Regions from separate parts of the Rattus norvegicus genome. Here regions 2 and 3 are each linked to region 1. Evidence: chromatin contacts called from public Hi-C data. All regions are on one chromosome and are shown on one strand. Each heading gives the region's core, a stretch centred on a gene start, on an enhancer-like site or on the middle of the called end of the contact. The rest is flanking DNA. Distances are from core to core; before and after follow the strand shown. Region 1 holds the start of Borcs5 (BLOC-1 related complex subunit 5). Region 2 holds the start of Crebl2 (cAMP responsive element binding protein-like 2). Region 3 overlaps LOC108350781 (a long non-coding RNA gene).

Region 1 (4,653 bases), core at 207-2,706:
TTTCTCAATGAGTGATCAAGGGTAGGGGCAGGCATTGTGGGTGGTGCCATCCCTGGGCTGGTGGTCTTGGGTTCTATAAGAAAGGAGACTGAGCAAGTTGAGGGAAGCAAGCCAGTAAGTAGCACCCCTCTATGGCCTCTGCATCAGCTCCTGCCTCCAGGGTCCTGTCCTGACTTCCTTTGGAGATGAACAGCAATGTGGGAGTATAAGCTGAGTAAACCTTTTCTTCCACAGCTTGCGTTTGGGTCACGATGTTGTGTGCAGAAATATAAACCCTGACTAAGACAATGGGAATGTCCCTGCATGTTGCGTGCTGAACTTTCAGTGTGGCTGTTTTAAACCATGGTCCTGCCGCCTCAACCCTTGCTCTGTAAATGAGCCTAGTAAAATCCACTGATTCCTCAGGCTGAACTTCGGGGTAGTTGAGACTGTAGGAGGGTGTCGATGTATTTATATCTCCCCAAGGGAAGGAATTTTAAAACGCAGGTATACATCAAAAAGCCTAGCTGCTTGTAATTTTTGAAGCAGATGAGAGAACCCCTAACCATCTATCTGTGATTTGCGCAGATAAGCAATTTCCTTTTTTTGTTAGCTGTATATCTTCCTGGCTTCTAGTAGTCCCATAGTGACCTGTCAAGAAAGCAGCACATCCTAACAATTTCTTATTTCTAAAACTCTTTAAAAAAAACAAAAACAAAAAACAAACAAACAAAACCACCCGACTCTTGGCATTTCCTGCCTGCCCTCCCCCTCTTCAAAACTCCCTGCTTTCAAAGTTTAGAAAAGAGCTTTGCTTCAGTACTAGCGTGAATTGAAATTTGAGGGCTACAGACCACCTTTCTTCCTCATTGGTAAAATAGAGGTAAAAATACCGATTTTGCCTGACCTGGTGGTTTACCCCTGTAAACTCTTAACAGTAGGTTGAGACAGGAGGATCAAGAGTTGGAGGTCACCAGGGCTACAGTGTGAACTTCTGTCTCAAAAACAAAAATCAAGCCCATTTTGTAAAGTTGTTTGAAGATAACCAGCATTACAGTTCTTAACATGTGTTGTTCACAATGCTACACAAGGTAGGAAATGACTTTATCTTCTGGTCATCTTTGACCTTGGGGAAGCCTGGCCCTTTAAGACAGCGCCGCCCCAGCCTCCAGCGCGCGCCTCCTGCCCCGCCCCGTCTCTCCGGCTTGGAGGCGGGACCTTCAAACCCGGAACTGAAGGCCTTGCGTCTCCCGCGCGGCCAATCGGCGTCCCGGAAGGAGCGAGTTGAAACAACTGAGCCAGTGAATGACAGCAGCGCCGCCCGCCGGTCGCGACCGTAGCCCCGCCGGTGTCGCGAGCCTTCTGTCAACCCGCCCCTCAGGAAGGCGAGTGGCGGCGTGCCTTCGCGCCGCGCCTCCTCGAGTATCTGTGGTCCTGCGGGGTCTCCCCACTCTCCCCGGCCCCTGCCCCGCTGTCCCTTTGCTGCTGGCGCCATGGGCAGCGAGCAGAGCGCGGAGGCCGAGAGCCGCCCCGGCGATCTGAACGCCTCAGGTCGGTGCCTCACCTCCCGCACGGGTGTTGCTGGCGGAGCCGACAGCCCCAGTGAAGGGCCCTCAGTGTGCCCTAACACTGAGAAAGCGTGGCCTCCCGCCCAAATCCTGGTTCCCTAAACCGGCTAGCTCAGCTTCACCCTAATTCTTAAAAAACGATCTCCTTAATGTTCGGGTCCAGGACTCCTCACTGATGCCCGAGATTTGGCTAACCTGGATTGATCATAGCCAGAACCGCTAAGATCAGGTTCTCTGAAAATCAGGGTGTCGGGGTACTTTTTCAGAAGGGACCTGTGAGCACTGGGTGGCCACTCTCAATGTTTGGGTGCAAATATTTCCAGGAACTGCTCTTTCCCATTCAGGTATCGGGTCCGTTTTTTGATAAGTTGGCTAGATGGCCGGCAGTCTCTAGTGTATCTTCTGTTCACATTTCTTTAGATTTCTCAAAGCGTTTGGGGTAGGAATCGGAAGGGTATTGTGCTGGACCTATAGTGGGTACTCAATAAAACAGCTGGTAGTTGAAAACCATTTGGTCCTTTTGTTGTTGTTACTTAGGTAACCTCTGAGAGTGCCCTGGATAGGCTCAAGGGTTGCAAGCCTAATTAGTTAAAATGTCTGATGGCAAAAGAGTCGCAGAATGGCTCTCTACTTGGTAACCTTTGCCACTCAGAAATGTGGAAGCTAACAGATGCAGGGATGATTCATGCTGAAGGGCGTTCCTCACGAGCTCCTTCAAGAGCTGCAGTCGGGCTTGAATCCACTAGCTTTGTCGTGCTTTGATTCCTTGGAAGGCCTAGAGCGTCATGTCTGTTTTTAACAAACCCGCAAAACTGGCTCACCTCTTACTTTTCTGTGTCAGGCCAGAAGCATACTTTAGGGGAAGTAGTGTGGCCTCCTATCACACAGCTGCTCATCCGGGAACCAACAGCATGGGCTTAGTTCTGATAGAATTTACATACCCTCCTGTGCCAGACCTTTACATATGTTTATATGTAATTTTTTTTTTTTTTTGGTTCTTTTTTTTGGAGCTGGGGACCGAACCCAGGGCCTTGCACTTCCTAGGTAAGCGCTCTACCACTGAGCTAAATCCCCAGCCCCTATATGTAATTTTTATAGTATACATATTTTTTGCCCACATCTTTACCCGTTTTATGAAGAAATAATGCCTAAATACTTTCATGTCCCTCTTCCTTTGAGTCTGGGGAGAGGAGGGTGGTGTAATTTGTAACAGAAAAGACTGGTACGACTTTTGTAAAACAAAGTTAGATAAATTACAAAGCCAGGATAAACTTTTCCTGAAAAAGCAATAAAAGCAGAGGCCTGTCATTGTTGTCCTCTGTCCCCTACTCCCACCCCAGCAAGGTCAGGCATCAGGAGAGGCTAGCTTCTAGAAGACAGAGTAGTTTCTGTGATATCTACGTTCAAACTGATGGGCCTGAGTGTACTTATTGTCCAGTAGAACTTTCGAGTATTAAGACATTTTAGGGTTCATTCTCGTTCCAGCCAGGGAATTATTTGGGTAAGAGACTTCTTGTTCTAGAGACTCCTTGTAGGTTTAAATTGACATACCCCAGAAGCAATGCTCCAATTTTCTGAACGCCGCCTCTGCCTGAAATGGTCCTGTTGATGGTTTCTGCCTTCTGTGCTGCACCAAAGCTCCCCAGAGCCTTAGGTATAGACTTACAATCTGTGGTTGGAACCAGAGGTTTCGGCCACTACTGGCTCTGTTCAACACACCTGGTTGGCTTTGATATGGTTGGCATTCCGTGTCACCAAGAAACCCTCAGTGCCTTTCCTAAATCTGTTTCTAGGGCTGCTGACCTTGGGCAAATCTGTAAACTACAGAACAATCAAAGAAGGAGACGTTAAAAAAAATTGCCTGTGCTTTTGTGTGTTGAGTAATAAAATTGCATGGTTATGAAAGAATTCATTCATGTTATAGCTTTCTGTTATGTTTGAGGGTTTGCCATATATATATATATATATATATATATATATATATATATATATATATGAAAATAGAAAAATAGAAGTCTTGGGCTTGGGCTGGGGCCATGTAGCTCAGTGGTAAGACACTTGCCTAGTATGTGATAGGCTCTGGGTACAATCCTTAGTACCACAGGGAGGGGAAAAAGAAAAAGTTGTCTATGATCTACCTTTGCCAGCCCCACTAGAAAGTAACTACATTTGGTTCTGTAAAAACATTCTTTTTTTCTTCCTTTGTGACAATATTTTATGTAGTCTAGATGGAGCTATACTCCAAAGGCTGTTGATTTTTTTAAACAAAATATTATTATGGGTCTAGATGTTTTGTCTCCACATCAGGTCTCTGCACCACATATATGTAGTGCTTGAGAAGACCACAAGAGGGCACTGGATCAACTAAAACTGGAATTACAAATGATTTTTTAAAAATATTTATTTTGGGGCTGGGGATTTAGCTCAGTGGTAGAGCGCTTACCTAGGAAGTGCAAGGCCCTGGGTTCGGTCCCCAGCTCCAAAAAAAAAAGAACCAAAAAAAATATTTATTTTATTATATGAGTACATTGTAGCTGTCCTCAGTGTAGGACACCAGGACAGGGCATTAGATCCCTGTTACAGATGGTTGTGAGCCACCATGTGGTTGCTGGGAATTGAACTCAGGACCTCTGGAAGAGCAGCCAGTGCTTTTAACTGGTAAACCATGTCTCCAACCCCTGTTACTGAAGTTTGGATTTACCGATATCTACCTCCTGAGTACTAGAATCACAGATGTGGGCCACCATGTCCAGTTATGTCCAGTTGAGTTACACCCCACACATAAATAGTCTTTAGTTTTATTTATTGGTGTTTTTTCCCCCTTACTATGTAGCTCTGGCTGTCCAGGAATTCACTATGTAGACTAGGCTGGCCTTGAACTCACAGAGATTCGCCTGCCTCTGCCTATAGAGTACCGAGATTAAAGGCATGTGCCACTACACCAGCATTTCCTTTTAGTAAAACCAAAACAAACTTTAATCTACTATAGCGTTTCAAAGACAAAAAGCAGCTACCCTTGGAAGAGGTAGCTTGTCGTTTGAAGAGAAGCCAGAGAAATCAGAAAGTCTCTCACTATGAGCTACTCTTCCTAATGACCATGTTGGTA
Region 2 (4,268 bases), core at 982-3,481, 200 kb after region 1:
GATGAAGATCATTCAACCTTCCCATTTTAACCTTAGTGTAGAGTTGCCAGGTGAGAGACTGCCCACTTTTTACTAAAAAAAATCAAATAATCTTTAAAAAAAATAATAAAAGTACATCTTATGGGGGACTGGAGAGATGTCACACTGGTTAAGAGCACTGGCTGCTCTTTCAGAAGACCCTGGGTTCAATTCCTAAGCCCCACATAGTGGATCAGTAACTCCAGTTCCAAGAAATCTGGCACCCTCTTCTGACCTCCATGGGTACTGCGGGCACTTGGTGCACAGACAGAAGTGCGTGCAAAACATCCATCCATACACATAAAATAAAATGTTTAAATCCTAAAACAAAAGAGTATGGCTTATTATGCCAGACATGATGGAATGTACTGATTACACAGCATTGGGGAGGTAGAGGCAGGGGGAATGCCTCAAGTGTGAGACCGGCCTGTTTAAAATATTAATTCTAGGGCTGGAGAGATGGCTCAGCGGTTAAGAGCACCAACTGCTCTTCCTGAGGTCCTGAGTTCAAATCCCAGCAACCACATGGTGGCTCACAACCATCTGTAACGGGATCTGATGCCCTCTTCTGGTGTGTCTGACGACAGCTACAGTGTATTCATATACATAAAATAAATAAATATTAAAAAAATAAAATATTAATTCTAATCTCAAAAAAAGGAGTGCTGCAGAGATGGCTGCAAAAATAAGAGCTCCTGAGTTCAGATTCCCCAGGATCCATGTCAAAAGCTGCGCCCGCCCCCTCTGCAAGGGCCAAGGAAGCAGAGATAGGTGGCTGGCCCTGTGACCCTGAGTCAACGATGTGCATCAAGATAGAAGAGGACACACACACAGCTTAAATACAAATGTAACTATATATCCTGTATATTTACTACTGATTCCCACAACACCACCTCAGTTGAATTTCGGAAAGGGTACTGTAAATGCGTTTGTAAAGAATGAGCTCAAGGCTTTCCAGAAGTAATAGATAAAATCGCAATCTTTGGCCAGTTCTCACAGCCCAAGAGTGGCTCACAATAACAGTTAACAAACCGGCTTATTGAGTCAAGAGACACTTTAGAGATCTCTTCATAACTTGACCCAAATAAATGTTAAGTAGGTTTTTTTTTTGTTGTTGTTTTTTGTTTTTGTTTGGCCTATTCACAGGATGGTGCAGCCGTCACCAAAATCAATTCAGAGCATTTTCAGGCAACAAGAAACCAAAATTCCTCTTCTTCCCTGACATTCCTTAGCCCCAGCATTTGGCAACAACAGACTAGTCCTTTTAGTTGTGCCAATTCTGGATACTTCCTTATAAGCTGGATCGAACAACATACGGCCTTTGGTGACTGGCGCCTAACATTTTAGTCAAAGCTTACTGATATAATAGAGTGTACCTGTTTCTTTCTCTTTTCTTTTATGTTTGTTCGTTCTGTATAACCGTCCTGACTGTCCTGGAATGTGCTCTGTGGACCAGGTTGCTTCTGCCTCCTGAGTGTTGGGATGAAGCGTGTGGCATCACTGTTTTCACTTTTTGAGTACTGAGTCTTCAACATTCAGCGAGATACGAGATAACATTTATGTACGCGTTTTTGTGTGGTTGTGTGGCTGCGTTTCTTTTGACTGTATACCTAGAAGTGGTTCTATGGTAACTAAGTCTTGTATTTAATGTTCTGAAGAACTAAGCAATTGTTTCCCAAAGCATCTGCCCCACTTTACCGTGGGCCGTCATGGGAGAGGAGGGAAAGCATTTGCCCTAGCCTTCCAGTTCTCTACCTTCAGCTCGGCCTCCGCTGAGCCTTGAACAGTCTCTCTTCTCTGCAAGGTCCCGGCCCTCCGCAACCAAAACATTATTAAAATTAAATGTTGTAGGAACTAGTTCCGTCTTGATTCAGGCCCGCCTCCTGGGCGCTGCTAGGCCACACACAGGAAAACAGCCTAGGCAGCGGAGGCTACCTGGACGTCGTAGTTCCCTTCCCAGTCGGTCGCGCAGAGAATATGCAAGGAAAAACTACAATTCCCAAAATGCCACTGTGCTATGGCGGCCGAAGGGGCCAATCGGCCTGCAGAGCCCCGCCCCCCTCGGGTTGGGCCACTTGCCAGTGCGTCTGTAAACACTCCCGGAGCCTGTCATGGGGCGGGAGGAGGAGGCGGTGACCGAGCGGGGAGGTGCCTGGGGCAGCCTCCAGGGTCCGCTCTGCCATTCCTGAACTGATCCGGGTCCCCGTGACCGTGGCTTCAGGGAAGCGAACTGTTAGGCGAAGGAGGAGGCAGTCAGAGCCATATCCCCTTCTTCCCCGGGGCGGGGGCCGGGCCTGGCCCGCTGAGGAGGGGGAGGGCCGGGAGGGCGTCGGGCCGGGCCGGCCTGTCTGCGGAGATGGATGACAGCAAGGTAAGTCCTGGGCTGGCCGCCGCCGCCTGCTTGTCGCCGCACGTAGTCTCGCCGCCCAGTCTCAGTTCAGAAGTCCACGCGAGCACTCACGAAACACCTGCCATAGATACCAGTGTGCCTCATGTCCCCTGGCACCCCGCCAGGATATTAGGGAGCATCAGGCTGCAGTTTTCTAGCAAGGGCCCTGGCCCTTGCAAAATTTTCACACCCGGGTAACCGTGTTTGCTTGGGGGTCCAAGGAGTGCAAGCCCTCGTCTCTGACCTGGAGGTCGAAATAAGTGAAGAATCTACTGTGCTTCACTCCCCCCTCCCCCGTCTCCCCCCCTTCCTTGCGTTTTCCATTTGGGAGAGATTAATTCGTGCGTCCTGAATTAGGCATAATCACCCTTGATGGTTTTCCCTCCCTCAGTCTCGCTCACTCAATGCCCCATTCATCTAGTCAGTTCACTCCCCCAACCCTGAGCTGTTTTCCTGGGGTTGGTTGAAAAAGTGCTTAGCTCCTGTTGCTATCAGATCACGGCCTGTAATCTACCTCTAAAAACCTTCTTTTAGAAAAACAGTAGTTTTCTCCGTTTTTAATTCAACTCAGTGTCCGTATCCAGCCTTTCATCCCTAGCACACTTATTTATGACTATAAAATAGCGCTCATTATGAGTTAATTCGTAGATCTGTGATTCCATCTTCTCAAGTTACTTGAGCTTCACATTTCATGAAGATAGGAGTAGTCAGGGAGTTTATTAATGCCTTATGATGTCTGGGGATTGGGCCTTTCATTTTCAGGAATCAAGCATTTTAAATTTGTCTCTATTGTGGAGGAACCCCAGGCTAGCCTCAAACTCTCTCAGTAGCCGAGAATGGTCTTCAGCTGCCTCCCTGCCTCTTCCACCTGCCAAGGGCTGGGATGTCCAATAGGAACTTCATGCTTGGCATACATTTTGCCAATATTTAAATTAAGCTGTTCCTTCCCCATGCTTTTCAAAGTCTTACTTTTTCGTAATCTGCTGTATTCCTTGGAAGAGCTTTTTCCTTCAGGTACCGCCCCCTTTTTTCCATCTTACAAAATTTTGTTGCTCTTAATTTTTTTGTTTCACACATCCTCAGACAGGTAGGGAGAAAGAAAATCCAGTTTATCTTGGCTGGTTGTTTTATTCTGTATTAATGCTGTATTAATATATAACGTATTCATGTGGCAGACTCTGAGAAGAGGTAGAAGGGAGAGAGCCCCGCACTGTCATCTGCCTCCTGGACACACCTAGGAGAACCAACTGCTTGTGAAATAGCAAACTCTTCCTGACAGGAAGTGGTATTTTCAAAATAGAAAGGGAGAGTTCCGAGAGTTTTCCAGGAAATATTTTTCCAGTCTTTACTACCTTAATCTTTCCGTGTTGATCCTGAAATGAAGTCTGCAAGCTGTATCCATTGTCTTCTCAGCATCTCAAGGATGCTGAAAGAGTATAGCAGTCTTCTTCCTCACCTGGAGACTTTGATGTGCTTTTGCCGTTGTATAATGTATAATTTTCGGTTATACCCTTTCCAGACCTATGGTGTATTTCACAGCTTTCTTAAGGTCTCTAGTCGTTCCAAACAAAAGTACATCGGGTTTTGAAATACTTTACTTACCAAAAGATCATATACAGTTTTTGATTTGTTGGTTGGTTGGTTCTTGAGGGGTGTTTGTTTTCAGAAAGAGTCTCTTGTAGCCTAGGTAGGCTTCCCAATTTTCAGTGAAGCCAAGAATGACCTTGAATTTCAGGTCCAACCCCCTCCACCTCTCCAGGGCTGGGATTGCAGGCCTGTGCTACTGTACTTGGCTATATGTGGGCGTAGGGCTTGAGCCAAGCTAGGGCTCTGTGCATGCCAGAATAGCACTCTACCGACT
Region 3 (4,589 bases), core at 599-3,098, 230 kb after region 1:
TGACTACAGAAAAGCGCAATAGCCACCTTACTGCAATGTCAACGAAACTTTCCCCTAAAGGAGTGTTAGTCTTCTGCATCTAAGCTTTGGTGAGTAAACTTCTGGAGGACCCTACTGGCTGTTGCATGCTCCAAACCAGATGATGTCCTCAGACCTCCAGATCTGCCTCCTCAGCCTGACGCAGGACATGCATTTGGTTACCCTGCAGAACTAAAACCCCACACCCTTCAAGTCGGAAGGGCATCCAAACCTCGTAAACTCTACTGTGTAACTCAGAGCTGATGGAGAGTTGCCAGTGCAGTCCCTGCAATTCCTTTGTTTTGAGTTGGTTTTGTTTTGCTTTTGTTTTCCCACACACTCCTGTAGCCAATCCTGGCTTTGAATTCCTAACTCTCGCCTCTAGCTCCCACATGCTGGGGTTATAAGCATGGGACACTGTTATGGTTGGTGTGGCCAATTTGACAGAATCTAAGATTGCCTGGAAGATGAGCCTCCAAGTGTATCTATGTAGGGGATGATCAATGATCTGGACTGCTTTATTTAGAGTGGGAAAATCTGCCCACTATGGGTGGTACAATTCCTTCTGCCCACTATAGGTGGTACAATTCCTTCTGCCCACTATGGGTAGTACAATTCCTTCTGCCCACTATGGGTAGTACAATTCCTTCTGCCCACTATGGGTAGTACAATTCCTTCTGCCCACTATGGGTAGTACAATTCCTTCTGCCCACTATGGGTGGTACAATTCCTTCTGCCCACTATGGGTGGTACAATTCCTTCTGCCTACTATGGGTGGTACAGTTCCTCCTACAAAGGATCCTGGACTGAATAAAAGGATAAAATGATCTAAGCAAGGTTCACTCTTCCTCCCTCCCTCCCTCCCTCCCTCTCCTTCCTCCCCTCCTTCTCCCCCTCTTCCTCACACTGGTTCTTGGCTGCCAAGATGATGTGACCAACTCTTTCAAGTTCCTGCTGCCTTAAATTAGCTTCCATGATGGACTGTACCTTGAACTGTGAACCTTTCACAGTCATTTGAACCTTTCCTCCCTAGAGTTTTTTGTGTCACAGTATTTAATCACACGAACAAGAAAATAAACTAAGAAAGATACCGTGCGTAAATTTAACTTTCATGAAACGGGGTCTTTCTCTGCAGCACAAAGAGCCCTTGAATTCCAGGTCCTCTTGCCTCATCCTCTCAAGTACTAGAATCATATGTGTATAGCATCCCTGGCTTAAAGCAGTGTTTTATTGTTTGCTATTTATTTGGAGGGGTGTGTGGTTGTGTGTGTGTGTGTGTGTGTGTGTGAATGTGTATGTGTGCACACATACATACACCACAGCATGCATAGAGATCAGAGCTCAAACTATGGGAATCTGTTTTCTCCTTCTATCCTGTGGGTTTAGGAGCTCAAACTCAGGTCCAGACCAGGCTTGGTATCAAGCACCTTTAAACATTGAATTATCTCACCGGACTCCAAAAACCCTTTTAAAAAGGCTTCTGAGAAAGAATAGATAGCACGTCTTGACGTGTTCACATTTGGAAAAAGTCCAGAACTGCCTAGATTGTAGCAGCTCAAAAAATTAGAAACTGAGAGGCCTGAGGTCAATGAGATAGGCCTGAACGGAATTCATTCCACACCGAGTTTAACTGACTATTTAACCCTGCACATGTGCACCCGCTCAGGGGAAACTAGAGGGTATTGCCATGACGACATCTGCACGTTCTCTGAACCAAATTATGGAAGCAGCCGAGGGGCAGAATGGAGCTCAGACTGTATAGTGCTTACCGAGCACGCACAAAGTCCTGGATTTGCTGCCAGCAAGGAAAAACGTCAGATGTGGTGATGCATGCCTGTAATCCCAGGACGGGGGACGTTGAGGCAGGAGGATCAGGGAGTACAAAATCAGCCCGGGGTACATGAGAGACGCTGACTTAGAAAGAAAAGGAACAGAAAACAGAGAAGACACGGTAAGTGCTGTGGGTTTGGTGGTCTGCCGGGGCTTTTTTGAGCGTGATCACATTTGTAAAATGGTTTAAAAAAAATATTTTGAGTAGCGATTTCGCGCCTGTAACGGGTATTATTTGCCAGGGGACTTCCTCTGATGTTTGAAGCTTTGCATTTTGAGCACACCAATTAACTCATAGCTGAGTCTGGGTACTCAGCAAGCTTGGCTGTGTGGTTGCTAAGAGACCAAGATTTCTCTGAATTCCGATGACTAGTTTGGTCAAGAGAGGGCTCTGCCCGCTAGCCACAGCGCCGTCAAGCGGCAATCTGCAGAACTGCATCCGGGTTCTTCAGCCTTCCCTTCCTGACGAATTTGAACAAAGGCGGGCTATGCATCCTTTCAAGGTCTGCGCGCAGCAACGACGTTTTTTTTCCTCCAACACATGAATTGTGTCGCAGTAAGCAGGAGAGATACAGAACTGATTACCAAATTAAAAATAAATATTAAATAAAATGTATTGGTGTGTGTGTGTGTGTGTGTGTGTGTGTGTGTGTGTGTGTGTAGAACCATAAGGCAGGGGTATGGTGGATACAACTTTCTGGAGCTGGTTCTTTCCGTTTAGGGACAGAACTCAGTCAAATTGGTGGCAAGCACCTCTACCTGCTGAGCCATCTCACCCACCCACCCAGTTTGCCAGGAATGGTAGATCATCCTTTTTTTTTTTTTTTTTTTTTTTTTTTTGGTTCTTTTTTTCAGAGCTGGGGACCGAACCCAGGGCCTTGTGCTTGCTAGGCAAGCACTCTACCACTGAGCTAAATCCCCAACCCCGATCATCCTTAACTTTACTTAAGTGGCTTGATGACAATCTTCTAAAGGGTAAGAGGCTTCCTTCTGCTCTGGATAAAAATGTATGTAACTTAATATTTTCTAAATTTCTTTTTATGAACACTGGTGTTCTGCCTGTGTATGTATGTCTGTGTGAGGTTGTCAGATCCCCTGGAACTGGAATTAGACAGTTGTGAGCTGCCATGTAGGTGCTGGGAATTGAACCCAGGTCCTTTTTTTTCTTCTTTTTTCTTTTTTTCGGAGCTGGGGACCGAACCCAGGGCCTTGCGCTTGCTAGGCAAGTGCTCTACCGCTGAGCTAAATCCCCAACCCCACAGCCAGTGTTCTTAAGCACTAAATATTTTATGTATTTGCTTTTTATTAGACATAGTCCTGCTTTGTAACTAGGCTGGCCTGGAGCTCAACTATTATAGTCCAGCATGTGTGAGAGGGAGTGGGGGTGGGGGTGATGTTGGGGACTAACCTTCTTACATGTTAGACCGTCACTTTGCCATTGGGCTATAGCCTTTTTTTATTTTTTAATTTGAAGACGCAGGGCATGCCAGCATAAGACTTTAATCCCAGCACTCTGGCCACAGAGGCAGGCAGATCTGTATGAGTCTAAGTCTTGCCTGGTGAGTCCCAGGGACAGCCAGGGTTACATAATGAGACATTAACTTAAAAAAAAAAATTAAATTTGTAAAAAAACCGAAAATTAAACAAAGCTAAGTGTAGAGCTGCAAACTGGTGTAAACCCAGTATTTGGAAGGTAAAACCAGGAGAGTCAGGAGTTCAAGGCTAACCTTGTCTTTGTATAAAGTTCTAAACCAGCTTAGCCTACTTGTATCAAAACCAAAAATCCATAAAGAAAGCGAGCTGGTCAACTGTGCTGCTTATTTTTGTCAACTCGACACAAGCTGGAGTCATTTGGAAAGAGGAACTTAATTGAGAAAATGTCTCCATCAGACTAGCCTGGAAGCGAATCTGTCCGAGGATTTTCTTGACAGGTGATTGGTATGGGAAAGCCCCGCCCACTGGATCGGTGGCCCTGTGCTTTATAAATAAGCTGAGCAAGCATTGGGGAAAGCCAGTGAGTAACATTATTCCCAGGCCTCTGCTGTGGCTTCTGACTCCAGGCTCCTGCTTGACTTCCCTTCATGATAGGCTGTTACAGGGACATGTAAGGCAAAATAAAACCTTTCCTCCCCCGTGGTTTTTATCCCAGGAACAGAAGCAAGCTAAGACATACATACATAAATACATACATACATGCATACAATAACATTAAATTATACAGGGTCTGGAAAGATGGTTCACCAATTAAAAGCATTGGCTGTTCTCCCAAAAGACCTAGGTTCAATTCCCAGCACCCACCTGGCTGCTCGCAACCACCTGCGACTCCAGCAACTCCAGCTGCAGAGGATCCGATGTCCTCTTCCGGCTTCCTCAGGCACCCGTACACATCTACAATACACAGACTGACGGCACAGGCACACACACACACACACACACACACACACACACACACACACACACACACACCACACACACCACACACACATACACACCACACACACCACACACACACACACCACACACACCACACACACATACACACCACACACACACACACCACACACATACACACACACCACACACACACACCACACACACACACACCACACACACACACCACACACATACACACACACCACACACATACACACCACACACACACACACCACACACACACACCACACACATACACACACACCACACACACACCACACACACACACACCACACACACACACCACA

The links. A called contact is a pair of places that touch in the nucleus more often than the background predicts.
Region 2: a Hi-C map of psoas muscle shows a contact between it and region 1, with 2.3 times the contacts expected there. The contact joins the promoter of Crebl2 here to the promoter of Borcs5 in region 1. A contact is called at or near these places in 3 of 12 Hi-C or Micro-C datasets (the A7r5 cell line, mammary epithelial cells and psoas muscle).
Region 3: a Hi-C map of Schwann cells shows a contact between it and region 1, with 5 times the contacts expected there. The contact joins the enhancer-like site here to the promoter of Borcs5 in region 1. A contact is called at or near these places in 4 of 12 Hi-C or Micro-C datasets (Schwann cells, liver and prefrontal cortex).

The regions. Positions count from the first base shown.
Region 1 is chr4:169,203,262-169,207,914 of GRCr8, forward strand. It overlaps Borcs5 (BLOC-1 related complex subunit 5), which reads left to right and starts at 1,457. Exons shown (of 4, transcript NM_001108650.2): 1 at 1,457-1,530. The coding sequence starts at 1,473.
Region 2 is chr4:169,402,532-169,406,799 of GRCr8, forward strand. Crebl2 (cAMP responsive element binding protein-like 2) reads left to right here and starts at 2,232. Exons shown (of 5, transcript NM_001015027.1): 1 at 2,232-2,389. The coding sequence starts at 2,375.
Region 3 is chr4:169,433,708-169,438,296 of GRCr8, forward strand. It overlaps LOC108350781 (a long non-coding RNA gene), which reads left to right. Exons shown (of 3, transcript XR_001837740.3): 1 at 1-1,969. Among named protein-coding and RNA genes, the nearest start is that of Crebl2, 31 kb to the left of the region's middle. Within about 2 kb of position 1,849, at least 38 of the 93 cell types and tissues checked have an H3K27ac peak or open chromatin away from gene starts, as enhancers often do. A contact at or near this core is called in Schwann cells and prefrontal cortex, where this site is marked.